3 separate regions of the Sus scrofa genome follow, and regions 1 and 2 are each linked to region 3. The links are chromatin contacts, called in public Hi-C maps. All regions are on one chromosome and are shown on one strand. Each heading gives the region's core, a stretch centred on a gene start, on an enhancer-like site or on the middle of the called end of the contact. The rest is flanking DNA. Distances are from core to core; before and after follow the strand shown. Region 1 holds the start of NR2F6 (nuclear receptor subfamily 2 group F member 6). Region 2 holds the start of MVB12A (multivesicular body subunit 12A). Region 3 holds the start of GTPBP3 (tRNA modification GTPase GTPBP3, mitochondrial).

The links. Hi-C and Micro-C count contacts between places; a contact is called where the count stands out from the background.
Region 1: a contact with region 3 is called in a Hi-C map of liver, with 6 times the contacts expected there. The contact joins the promoter of NR2F6 here to the promoter of GTPBP3 in region 3. A contact is called at or near these places in 1 of 47 Hi-C or Micro-C datasets (liver) and 1 of 2 datasets of contacts at active chromatin or transcription factors (alveolar macrophages).
Region 2: a contact with region 3 is called in a Hi-C map of liver, with 5 times the contacts expected there. The contact joins the promoter of MVB12A here to the promoter of GTPBP3 in region 3. A contact is called at or near these places in 14 of 47 Hi-C or Micro-C datasets (alveolar macrophages, blood, brain and 6 more) and 1 of 2 datasets of contacts at active chromatin or transcription factors (alveolar macrophages).

The regions. Positions count from the first base shown.
Region 1 is chr2:60,424,500-60,428,243 of Sscrofa11.1, forward strand. It overlaps NR2F6 (nuclear receptor subfamily 2 group F member 6), which reads left to right and starts at 1,617. Exons shown (of 4, transcript XM_021083574.1): 1 at 1,617-2,555. The coding sequence starts at 2,263.
Region 2 is chr2:60,274,553-60,278,578 of Sscrofa11.1, forward strand. MVB12A (multivesicular body subunit 12A) reads right to left here and starts at 1,420. Exons shown (of 10, transcript XM_021083558.1): 1 at 1,067-1,420; 2 at 837-935; 3 at 608-704. The coding sequence starts at 864.
Region 3 is chr2:60,353,404-60,356,987 of Sscrofa11.1, forward strand. It overlaps GTPBP3 (tRNA modification GTPase GTPBP3, mitochondrial), which reads right to left and starts at 2,000. Exons shown (of 8, transcript XM_021083561.1): 1 at 1,849-2,000; 2 at 1,256-1,509; 3 at 763-1,145; 4 at 541-613; 5 at 305-448; 6 at 1-153. The coding sequence starts at 1,901.

The sequences.
Region 1 (3,744 bases), core at 367-2,866, 71 kb after region 3:
TTCCCAGGCAGCTCCAGAACCAAAGGGTCCTCTCTAACCATCCTGGTCCCTCTCTCCTAGAGCACCTTACCCTGCAGAGAATTCCACTCTAGTCAGACCCATGGAAAGTCCTTGCTCATGTCTAATCCTAGTCCTTCTTGCTTTCTGTACTTGCTGAAACCTCCCCCACCACACACACCCAGCCAGACTCCCTAGGGAGGTCCAGAGGCCCAGGGCTTGGCCATTGTACTGCCTGGCATCTCCAGAACCTTGGTGTCCTGGTTAGTGCTGTATGATCTCCAAGTATCTCCTGCCCTGACCATGGAGTGTGTATCCCCAGATGTCATCTGGAGAGGGGAATGCCTTTTTCCAAAGACCCTTCCTGAAAGGAGAGGGATTAGGAGTCCATGGAGGCAGAGGGCACAGCTATCCTGCCAGCAGCCGTCAGAGGCCCAGCCACGTGTCCTGGTGTCCAGCTCAATCCAGGGCAGGGCGATAGATAAGGCTGGGTGCCTGGACCTGCAGGACTCCAAGGTGAAAGGTCACTGCAGGAAGGGCTTTTCCAGCCAGTTAAACGTTAACAGGCCCAGAAACAGAGGCTCAGGCTTCCTTGCCCAGGACGGCAAGGGGGCATACAAAGTGTGCTTAATAAATGCTGGCCACAACAGCCCAGGGTCTTCTTGGTGGGTGACGTGGAGGCAGAATGGCAGCTGGGAGGCTCTGGAGACCCTGGAAGAGACATCTGTAGTCCAGCCGGCTGCCTGGCCAGGCCCTTTCGGTGAAGCACAGAAAGAAAAGGAAATTAAAGGGGAAAAGGGGCAGGCCCCCCGGCAGGGGTGGTGGGCATTCCTGTTGCTTCCAGCCTCGCTGGGCTGGGCGGGTGGCGCCCTGCCCCCAGAGGCCTTAAATTCTGGTAAGGGGGCCCCTGACCTCATGCCCCCGCCGGCTGCAGACCACAACATCCCTTCCCCCCGGAGATTCCGAGCACCAGGTGTTAGCCCAAGCAGAGAAAGGGTGGGGTGGGGGTCGGACGCAGCGACTTTCTGGAAGAGGAAGCAAACACAATCCATCATGCAACTGTGCAAAGAAATGCCCGGGGTGTGTGTGTGTGTGTGTGTGTGTGTGTTGCGCAGGGGCGTGCCCCCCGCGTGCAACTGGCCCCCCATTATTGCTTATGCCGGGAAGGCAGGGGGGTGGTGCCGAGGGGCACCTCGAGGGCGGTAGAGCGACGCAACGTCCAAGGCCGGAGGTGGAGGGGAGGGCCTTAGAGAGACATCTTGTCGAGGCTGCGGAAGGGCAGAGGGCAGCAGTCGCCCAGGTTCCCGCCGCGGCCCGGCAGGGGTTAAGGCTGGAGCGGGGTGAGGGCGGGGGTGGGATGGGGTGGGAGGGGGAGGGGGAGGGTCAGGCCGAGCGGCCCCGCGCTCCGCCCTCACCCCTCCCGCCGGCCCGGGCGCCGGGCGCCGCGCACGGCCACCCATGTCCTTATAAGGGCGGTCGTCGCCGGGGCAACGAGCGCCCGCCCCCAGCCCGCGGCGCGCGCCCCTGCCCCCGCCCCCGCCCCCCGCCCGCCCCGCGAATGGAACGTTGTGTGTCAAACCGGCCGCAGCGCGAGGCCGGCGCGCGGGGTCGGCGGCGGCGGCGAGAGCCAGGCTCGGGCCCAGGCGCAGGCCCAGGCCGGGCGGGCGCGGCCGTAGCGGGGGCGGCAGCTCAGGAAGCGCCGGCCCGCGGCCCTGCAGGCCCGGAGCGGCCGCCCGGGGGCCCGACGGCCTCAGGGGGCGCGGTGACCGGCCCCGGCGCGTGCCCGCCGCCCCTCCCCCCCGCCGCGGGCGGCCGAGCAACTTGCGGCCAAACTTTCCCCCTGGCCTCCCGCGCTCGGATGGCAGCCCGCTAAGTTGGCCGCAGCCCTCGGCCGAGCGGCAACCGGGCCAGAGGGCGCCCCCTGCGCAGCCTGGGCCGGGCCATGGCCCGTGCTCCCCCGCCGGGGCCCCAGGGCGCCGGGGCGCGAGTCCCCGGGGCCCCCGGCCCGCACCTCTAGTTGCCCCCCCGGCCCCAGGCCCGGCCCCGCGCACGCGTGGGAAAGTTGGCCTGGAACCGGCCCGACCAGTTCCGCCCGGGCGCGCGGACCGGCCGCAGGAAGTTACTGCAAAACTTTTTTGGGGGGTGCAGTCGGGTGCCCCCCGCGCGCCGGGGCCGGATGCGCACCGGGTAGGGTCTCCCGGGCCGAAAGGGGTGCCCCGAAGGAGGAGCGCGGAGGGGGCGCCCCGGCCCCGCTGCCCTGGGGCTATGGCCATGGTGACCGGCGGCTGGGGCGGCCCCGGCGGCGGCGGCGGCGGCGGCGACACGAACGGCGTGGACAAGGCGGGCGGCTACCCGCGCGCGGCGGAGGAAGACTCGGCCTCACCCCCCGGGGCTGCCAGCGACGCTGAACCGGGCGACGAGGAGCGGCCGGGGCTGCAGGTGGACTGCGTGGTGTGCGGGGACAAGTCGAGCGGCAAGCACTACGGCGTCTTCACCTGCGAGGGCTGCAAGAGCTTCTTCAAGCGGAGCATCCGCCGCAACCTCAGCTACACCTGCCGGTGAGCCCCCTATCAGCGCACAGCCGCTGGGCACCCGGCCCGGCCTGGGCCGGGCCTCTGACCTGCTCGGTCACCTTGGGCCTGGCACTGACCTTCTCTGGGCCTCCACTCCCCCTCTGAGATAGGGGCACAGCTCCCTCTCCCCCTCTTCATTGCATTCCTGGGATTGTGTATACAGTCGGCGCTGTATCGTTGCAGGTCCCCCCATCAGGTGGTCCCTTGTGGCTTCCGCCCCAGTTACTTGCTCCTCCTCCCTCCCTTCTTTTTCTCCTGAGAAGGGCCAGCTCCGTGCGGGGAGGGTTGGGGTGCTGTCAGGAGTGGGCCCCCAACCGCAGGGCATCCCTTCCCTTGGGAATCTCGGTGCGCGGGGGACCCCGCGGGAATCGAACGTGGAACTTGGACTGTGGAGCTGGCAGCTTCGAGGGGCCATTGTCTGCATCCGCGCGGATCGATACGGCGCGCCCTTGGGGTCAAATATCACTTCCAAAGTCGCCCTGGCCACTGAGGTGGCGGCTGTAGTGAAACCGGGGTGGCACAGAGCAGCTTCCTTTGCATGGGGGCCCCTGCTCTGGGGTCGGACCTGCCCATCAGGGGGGAACACCCCCCCCTACCCCCCAGAGCTCACCCTGGGCCTTGGGTCACTGGAAGCTGCTGCTCTAGGTCAGGGAGGACGGCTGGATTTGACCACATTTTGGCTGCCCCACCCCCCAGCCAGAAATGGGTGCAGACCTGGGCTCCTGGAAAATCCCTGAAACTTTGGTGGGCTCTGAGACAGGGTGGGGGGTGAATGTTTCCTCCCCTGGGAAACCTAGGAACCCTGAGCTATCCTCAGTTGGAGCCCCCACTGACAGGGCGTGGCCTTGCTAGCTTCTCCGGTTGATAATGGGCACTAGGTCTGGGGGAGAAGCTGCTGGCATTGGGTGTCCAGCCCAGGACCCCCTTTCCTACCACTCTTTGGTCAGCCTTCTTTGGCTCCATTTTTAAACCTTTACTCTGTGTCCTCCAGGAACCTGCTTGGGCTCTGGTGCCAGTATTGAGAGTCCCATTTTCTAGATAGGGGAAACTGAGGCCCAGGAACGCCTTGGTGGCTGTCCTGGATCATCCGGGAAGAGACCCTGCCCCGGTTGGGGCCTAGCACCAGGGACTGTGGGGCTGGGAAGAGGGACAGGAGAGTTTGGGTCAGGGTGTC
Region 2 (4,026 bases), core at 170-2,669, 79 kb before region 3:
GAACTCCACGGCTTTTACATTTTTAAAGGGATATATATGCAACAGACACCATCTAATTTAATATATCTACTTTCTGCCCTTTTACAGACAAAGTCTGCCAAGTCCTGCACCAACAGATATATATGCTGAGAGTCAAATATAAAAGACAATACATGGAAAAGGCACAGGAGGCAGGGAGAGCCTGATGGTTAGAAAACAGAGTGGTCAGCATTGTCAGGAAAGCACCAGGGCAACTGGAGCCTGTGTGTAAGAACCTGGAAATGTAAAACAGAACTGCGCAAGATTCAGCCTGGCTACAACCTAAGAAGAAGGTGTATTAGTAACATTAAATAAAACAGGTCGCAATGACCGAACACTTACTCTAGAACAGAGGCTTCCAATCGAACATTTTTACGCAGGGCGGGGCACATTTTCCCCGTACAGGATCAGAACTCTAAGTCCTCAGCCAACACTGTCATTACCAAGTGCTGTCGAGGGGGTGGCCAAGGCTCAAAACTCACGCGCCTATGGTCTCTCCATTCCCTCCCCGCTCTTTCCCGCAGAGACTCGAATGTGCCCTTCACCTCCAACCCCGCCCCACCCCACCCCCGCCTTCGACAGGACTCACTGGAGTCTACGGGGTCGCAGACAGGGGAGAATCCCGGCGGGAGAGGGCTCTTGTCCACCAGGATCTGGATATCGACCACCACGTTCTCCTGTGGATTCTGGGATGGGATGGGGTGGGGGGACGCGGTGGGGAACACAGCAAGAGTGACCGGCACGCCTCGGGCAGCACCCCGCGAATGGACAGGGGGAGTGGAAGGACCCCAGGGATTCCGAAGGTGGGCGCCCCTTACCTCTAGGCTGCCCAAAGGATTGAGACATAGGAAGTAGCCGGATTTCTGCGCGAAGGTCTTGCCGAAGCTGGCGGGAGCTCCCTCCACGGTGCAGGAGATCTATGGCACGGACGCGGGTCAGCGCCAGCCAGGCTCTTACCTGGCCGCAGCCACCTCTGCCCCCATTCAACCCCTCGCCCCTAGTGCCACCGCCTCTCCCTACACTTCCCCGGTTCCCCGACGTCGCTTACCGCACTGAATCCCCTTGGCGGAGGCGCCGAGGCCGACGACCAGGCCAGGCCAGCCAACGGGGCCGCGTCGGTCCCGGGCCCCGGATCCATCCTCCGAACCAAGATCCAAAGGCGATGGACCGCCTTGGACCTCCCAGCCGCGGCCGGACGGCGGAGTTTGGCCACGAAACTGAACTACAACTCCCAGATAGCCTTGCGAGGTCGGGAGTCCAGGAGGCGTCGTTTGCGCGTTCCGGGAAAGCTGTCGGCCAACTGCGTGCGTCCCCCAGGTGTGCCAGTGAGCGACGTTTGCGGAAAATTGTCTCCTTTTTTTTCCCCCTCACGCCCATCAACTTCCGCCGGAAATGTCTCGCTAGCAGCAAACCGGAACTACGTTCCCCAGAATCCTTTGCAGTGTCAACCTCTCTTCCAAAGTTGACGTCAGTATTCCCCAGAATTTGAGAGTGAGCTGTGAAAAACTCACAATTCCAGAAGTCACCCCAAAGAAGACTTTCATGAGTTATGCAACGGTTAGTTTAAATAAAAATACCGACCAACTTGAGCCTTGAAATCTTGGTGTAACTTGAGAACTTGTTCACATACACATTTTTTAAAATGAGACAAGAAAGTGCTCAGTATGGAGACAAACTTTTACACCCCTCAGAAGTAAAATATGGAAAATTAGGGAACAGAAGGTTTACTCCTGTGTAGTTTCCAGTTTTCTGCAATGTCATAGGTTAGCCCACTGCCTGTTTTTTGTACCACCTGTTAGCAAGGAATGGTGGGGGTTTTTTGTGTGTGTGGTGCTTTTAGGGCCGCACCCAAGGCATATGGAGGTTCCCAGGCTAGGGGTCAAACCTGAGCTGTAGCCGCTGGCCTACACCACAGCTACAGCCACGACATATCCAAGCCGGGTCTGTCGCCTATACCACAGCTCACGGCAATGGCGGTATCCTTAACCCACTGAGCGAGGCCAAGGATGGAACCTGCGTCCTCATGGATACTAGTCAGAGTATCTGCTGAGCCACAAGGGGAACCACTGAGTGAGGCCAGGGATCAAACCCACAACCTCATGGTTCCTAGTCGGATTCGTTAACCACTGAGCCACAACGAGAACTCCATTTTTTTTTTTTTTTTTCTTTTAGGGTTAGACTTTATTTTGTTACCAATATTCTGTTTTTATTTCTGGGGATTTTTTTTTTTTTAAGGATCTACCATTGCGGTGAGCTGTGGTGTAGGTCGCAGATGCGGCTCGGATCCCATGTTGCTGTGGCTCTGGCATAGGCCAGCAGCTACAGCTTCGATTCGACCCCCAGCCTGGGAACCTCCATATGCCGTGGGAGCAGCCCAAGAAATGGCAAAAAGACAAAAAAAAAAAAAAAAAAGAAGAAGAAGAAGATAAGAATACTTTTGCACCAAGTGCCCTGTGATCTGAAGCACTGATTTATTGAGTCCCTGAGGCTAGGAATCAATCAGGGCATTCCTTTGTGTCCGAATGTGCTTTAATAAAGATATTATAGGGGAGTTCCTGCTGTGGTGCAAAGAGATCAGGGGCATCTCTGGAGCCCTGTGCCCAGCGGGTTGAGGATCCAGCATTCCCCCAGTTGCGACTTAAGTTACAACTGTGGCTTGGATGTGATCCCTGGCCCCAGGAATGCCATATGCTGTGGGGTGGCCAAAAAAGAAAAGAAAAAGAAAAAAGATGCTACATGAGAGCTCCCTGGTGGTTCAGTGGGTTAAGGATCCAGTTTTGTCACTGCTGTGGCACAGGTTCAATCCCTGGCCCGAAAAGTTCCACATGCCATGGGAGCAGCCAAAAAAAAAAAGATGCTACATCCCCAGTCTGATCAGATATGAACATACAACTTTCCATTCCACTTGGATAATTAGTCATGTCCAAGGCCATCCTATTTTGGAGGACATCTTTTCACGTTACAGACGTTTCAGTATTCAGTAAGGGCAGACTTTGTCAGCTCTCATTTAAGTCTTGCTGGGTTAATTGAATAAGAGCTTCTATGTGTCCTATAATGTCCTCCAGGCCAATAGAGGGGACAAGACAGTGGCCGAATGATCATAGCAGTGGAAAACAGAACATGCCCATCCAGCCTTGAGGAGAGGGTGTTGGCAACTCTCCCCACACCCAGGGTGCATCAGCCCGACCATCAAAGTGGAAGCCATGGCCTGAGATTTTTGCCACATATCCATTGGGTCCCATTTAGAGTTACTCAAGAAATACATGGGCAGCGTGACCAGTCAGTACCAAACCATTTGCTATCCTTTAATATGACAGAATGACTGGAGCACAGTGGGGCTCAGTCACATATCTGCAGTGCAGGGACATAGGTTCTATCCTTGGCCCAGCACAGTGGGTTAAGAATCTGGTGTCACTGCAGCTGTGGTGTAAGTTGCAGACGCGGCTCAGATCTGATCCCTGGCCTGGGAACTCCATGGCAGCCAAAACAAAACAAAACAGGAGTTCCCGTCGTGGCACAGTGGTTAATGAATCCGACTAGGAACCATGAGGTTGCGGGTTTGATCCCTCCCCTTGCTCAGTGGGTTAACAATCCGGTATTGCCGTGAGCTGTGGTGTAGGTTGCAGACCTGGCTCGGATCCCACGTTGGTGTGGCTCTGGCTACAGCTCCAATTGGACCCCTAGCCTGGGAACCTCCATTTGCTGCGGGAGCGGCCCTAGAAAAGGCAAAAAGACAAAAAATGAAACAAAACAAAACAAAACAAAACAAAACAGAATTACTGCACTGTTCTAACAATACCCTTCCCGTAGTCCTAGTAAGATTGGGTTGGTTCTATTTAGTGTGTTTTTTCTGTTCCCAACATAGGGGTGCCTGTGTGGTCAAATATCCCTAACCTAGGGGAAGCCACCTGAATCCATCCCAGATCAAGCATAGCTACCCACAGCTCTGATGGTCGCATTTAATTTTTTTTGGGGGGGGCTTTTTAGGGCTCCACTGGCAGCATATGG
Region 3 (3,584 bases), core at 750-3,249:
GCCGTACGCCCTCCTTCTCCACAGGCCCCACGCCCTCCCGCAACCCCGCCGTGTCACTCAGCAGCGCAGGGAACCCGGCCAGGTCCACGGGAGTCTCCAGCACGTCTCGGGTGGTCCCCGGCTCAGGGGACACGATGGACACAGGCTTCTGGCCTGGGGGTGGGGTGGGGTAGGGTCAGAGGCGGGGGCAGGGCTGGAGCTGGCTGGTGTTCTACCTCCCTGGCCCCTTGCTCACCCCTAAAAGCTCAGTACCCCAGCTCCTAGTATACCCCCTGCCCCGGGCCCCGCCCCCCTGCCCACGCACTGAGCAGGTTCACCAGGCTGCTCTTGCCGGCATTAGGAGGTCCAGCAACCACTACGTGCGCCCCTGAGCGAAGCCTCTGTCCACGCCTGGCATCTCGAAGGTGTGTGCCCAATGCCACCTCTAGCTCCCGCACTTCGCTGTCAGCTGTAGATGGAAGAAAGCAGGAGGGAGAGTAAGGGGGTCTCTAAGGGCTGAGATGCCAGATGTCCCCACCTCCCACCCCCAGGCAGACCCACCTTGATCCAGGACGCCCTCCTCTAGGTTGTCATCCTCACCAAAATCAATATAGGCCTCCACATGGGCCAGAGCCTGAAAGAGGTGAGTTTGGGTAGTGTGATCACCCAGGAACCCACCCCCCAGTGTGCCCAGGTCTGGCCCGGCCCAAGGTGCCCGACTGGGCTCACAGGAAGCTCTCATGCAGGTTAGACAGGCAAGTGATGAGCAAATGGTGTACTTGCCCTAGTGAGGGTCTCTGCCCAGCCTTGGCAGAGGTGGCCCAGCTCCCCGTCCAGCTGCCTCAAGGCCTGCCGCCGCTGCGCCTCAGTTTCTGCATGGATCAGATCTGCCAGCCCCTCTACCTCAGTCAGGCTCAGCTTCCCATGGGCGAATGCCCTCCTGGTGAACTCGCCTGCCTCTGCTGGCCGCAGCCCTGGCACACTGCCTGCAGGAAGGTTCAGGGTCCTAAGCCCCTTTTGGTTCCTATCCAGGCCCACTGGTATATAGCCACACCTTAAACCCAAGGCTGCAGACTCACCCAGGGCCTGCAGGACACCACTCACCACAGCTGGGCCTCCATGCACATGGAACTCCGCGCAATCCTCACCGGTGAAACTCTGGGGACCTAGTATGGTGAGGAGATAGGTGTCAGGAGGATACCACCTGGGTAAAAGTCCGGAAGGAGGAAGTTGGGTCATAGAAGCTATATGAGGTTGCAGATCTGAAGTCCCTCACCTGGAAACCAAAGCACCAGCGCGCGGTCCAAAGGCTCCCCAGAGCAGGGGTCGCTGAGGAGGCGCAGGCAGGCTTTGCGGGCCGGGGGTAAGTCCCGGGGCGCCGTAAGGCTCCGGAGGGCGTGCCCGCTGGCTGGGCCGCTGGTTCTAATGACAGCGATGCCGCAGCGGCCTTGGCCAGAGCTCAGTGCGAAGATAGTGGACCCGGGACCCAGGGCCGGGGCGCCACTGCTCTGGCGCGGGCACGGCCTGGAACTGGAAGAGGAGGAGAGTCAGTGTTCTGAGAAACTCTGCCGCCAGAGTGGCAGGTGGATCGAAGGCTAGATGGTCAGGAGATGCCCCAAGTGTAAGTTCTGCGGCCGGGGGGATGAAAAGATTGGAAGGTTTGAGGCCGTAAGATGACTGAATAGAGATGTCTGAGAGAAGTTGATCCACATGTGGGCTCTGCGGCAGGGGGATGGACAGAGCCTTGGAAGAAGACCAAAAATACGGCTCTGCCAAAGGGAACTGGACCTCCAGATCCTAGGGAGAGGATCTGGGCCCCAAGCAGCGCCCTACGCCGTCACACCCCCTCCCCCAAGTGAGAAGCCCCACCTGAGAGGCCCACGTGCCGCCCGGGCTACCAGGGTCCATAGTACCCGCCACATGGATTCACAATCAGCGACCAGCCTTGGCAGCGCCCAGCCGGGGCTAGCCCCGCCCACCTCGCGGCGTGATCCGTAAAGGGCTCAACAATTCTCGGTTACCATTGGGCCCCGTAGAAGACGTACCGCCCACCCACTGAAGATCTTAGCTTCTATTGGCTGATTCCAGGAAAGGACAGGGTGCTAGCACTCCGGGTGCAGCTAAATGGTGTTCCCCCTGCAACATTAGACAGAATTTTTGGGATCCTAGAGCAGCAGGGATCTGAGATACCGGAAAAGAGGGTGGGGGTAAGAACAGGGCTTGGCTTAGGGCGGTGGGAATTATGGAGAAGAAAGGATTTGAGTCCCGTTTGGCCACTACATAGCCTTAGGCGAAGCAAGAGCATCTCAGTGACCGGGAGAGAATTCCGGGGAACCTATGCACTGACCCTGGGAAAATCTTGTCCATACTTCTGGGAAGATTTCTAGTTTTCTCGGAACTCTACAGTTCTCACCCCTCCCTAGATTTCCTCCCGCTGTCTCCATGGCCTCGTATACCCTTCTTCCTCTGACAAGCTCAGCCTCAGTGCCTAGCTCCAAGGTCCCCTTTGCCAGGAAGCTTCCCTAGAACCCCCAGCACAGTCCTCTCGCCCCTCTGGGCTACTCTGGCCCAGGTCTGCTGCTGCAGAGTTGAGTGTTCGGTTGGTCTATGGCTCCCCGAAAGCCAGAGGGGAGTCTCAGAGATTACTTTCAGGTTAACCCAGGACAGCGGCGGCTGATGGAATAAAGCGCAGATGGTGGAATTCCAGGCACCGGACGGGTGGGATCTCAGCAGGACGCTTTCGCACGACTAATTCTCTGGTTCTAGGACGGAGCGGGAGGGCGGCGCTCATATACTTTGGGAAGACGAACAGGATACAGGTCTAAAGACCCCATGCCTCGCTCTGCTCAATTTTTTCATTTGTAAAGAAGGGCAAACGATGACATTCGCCGTCTCCGAGTTCTGTCTGTCGAAAGTATACATCAAGTGCCTACTGTGTGAGAACAGAATTTGCCTGGGACTCTGCGCGCGCTGGCTTTTCAGTCTAATGGAGGAGGCCATTCAGGGTGGTCGGGAGGTCCAAGTGACAGGCAAAATACAGGGCACTCAGTTAAATGTGAATTTCAGATAAACAATGAGTAACGTTTTAGTGTAACTATATCCCATGCAATACTTGGGACATACTGAAAATTTATTCATTTATCCGAAATTCACATTTAACTAGGAGGACTGTAATATTATTATTGTTGTTGTTGCTTTTTAGGGCCGCACCCGCGGCATATGGAGATTCCTGGGCTAGGTGTCGAATCGGAGTTACAGCTGCCAGGCTATGCCACACCCACAGCAACGCCAGATCCAAGCCACCTCTGCGACCTACATCACAGCTCACCTCAGCGCCGGATCCTTAACCCACTGAGCGAGGCCAGGGATCGAACCTGCCACCTCATGATTCCTAGTCGGATTCGTTTCCCCGGCGCCACGTTGAGAACTCCAGAAGGACTGTATTTTTATTTGCTAAATTTGGTAACACAATCAGATCCTCTCTGAGGACGTTACATCTTTAAAGGTGTTGGAGTTAACTGGACAAAGGGTGTGAAGAGAGTCCTAGATAGCTGAACAGCATGTGCTAAGGCCCTAAGGCAGGCTCTGATATATTTATTCTCATC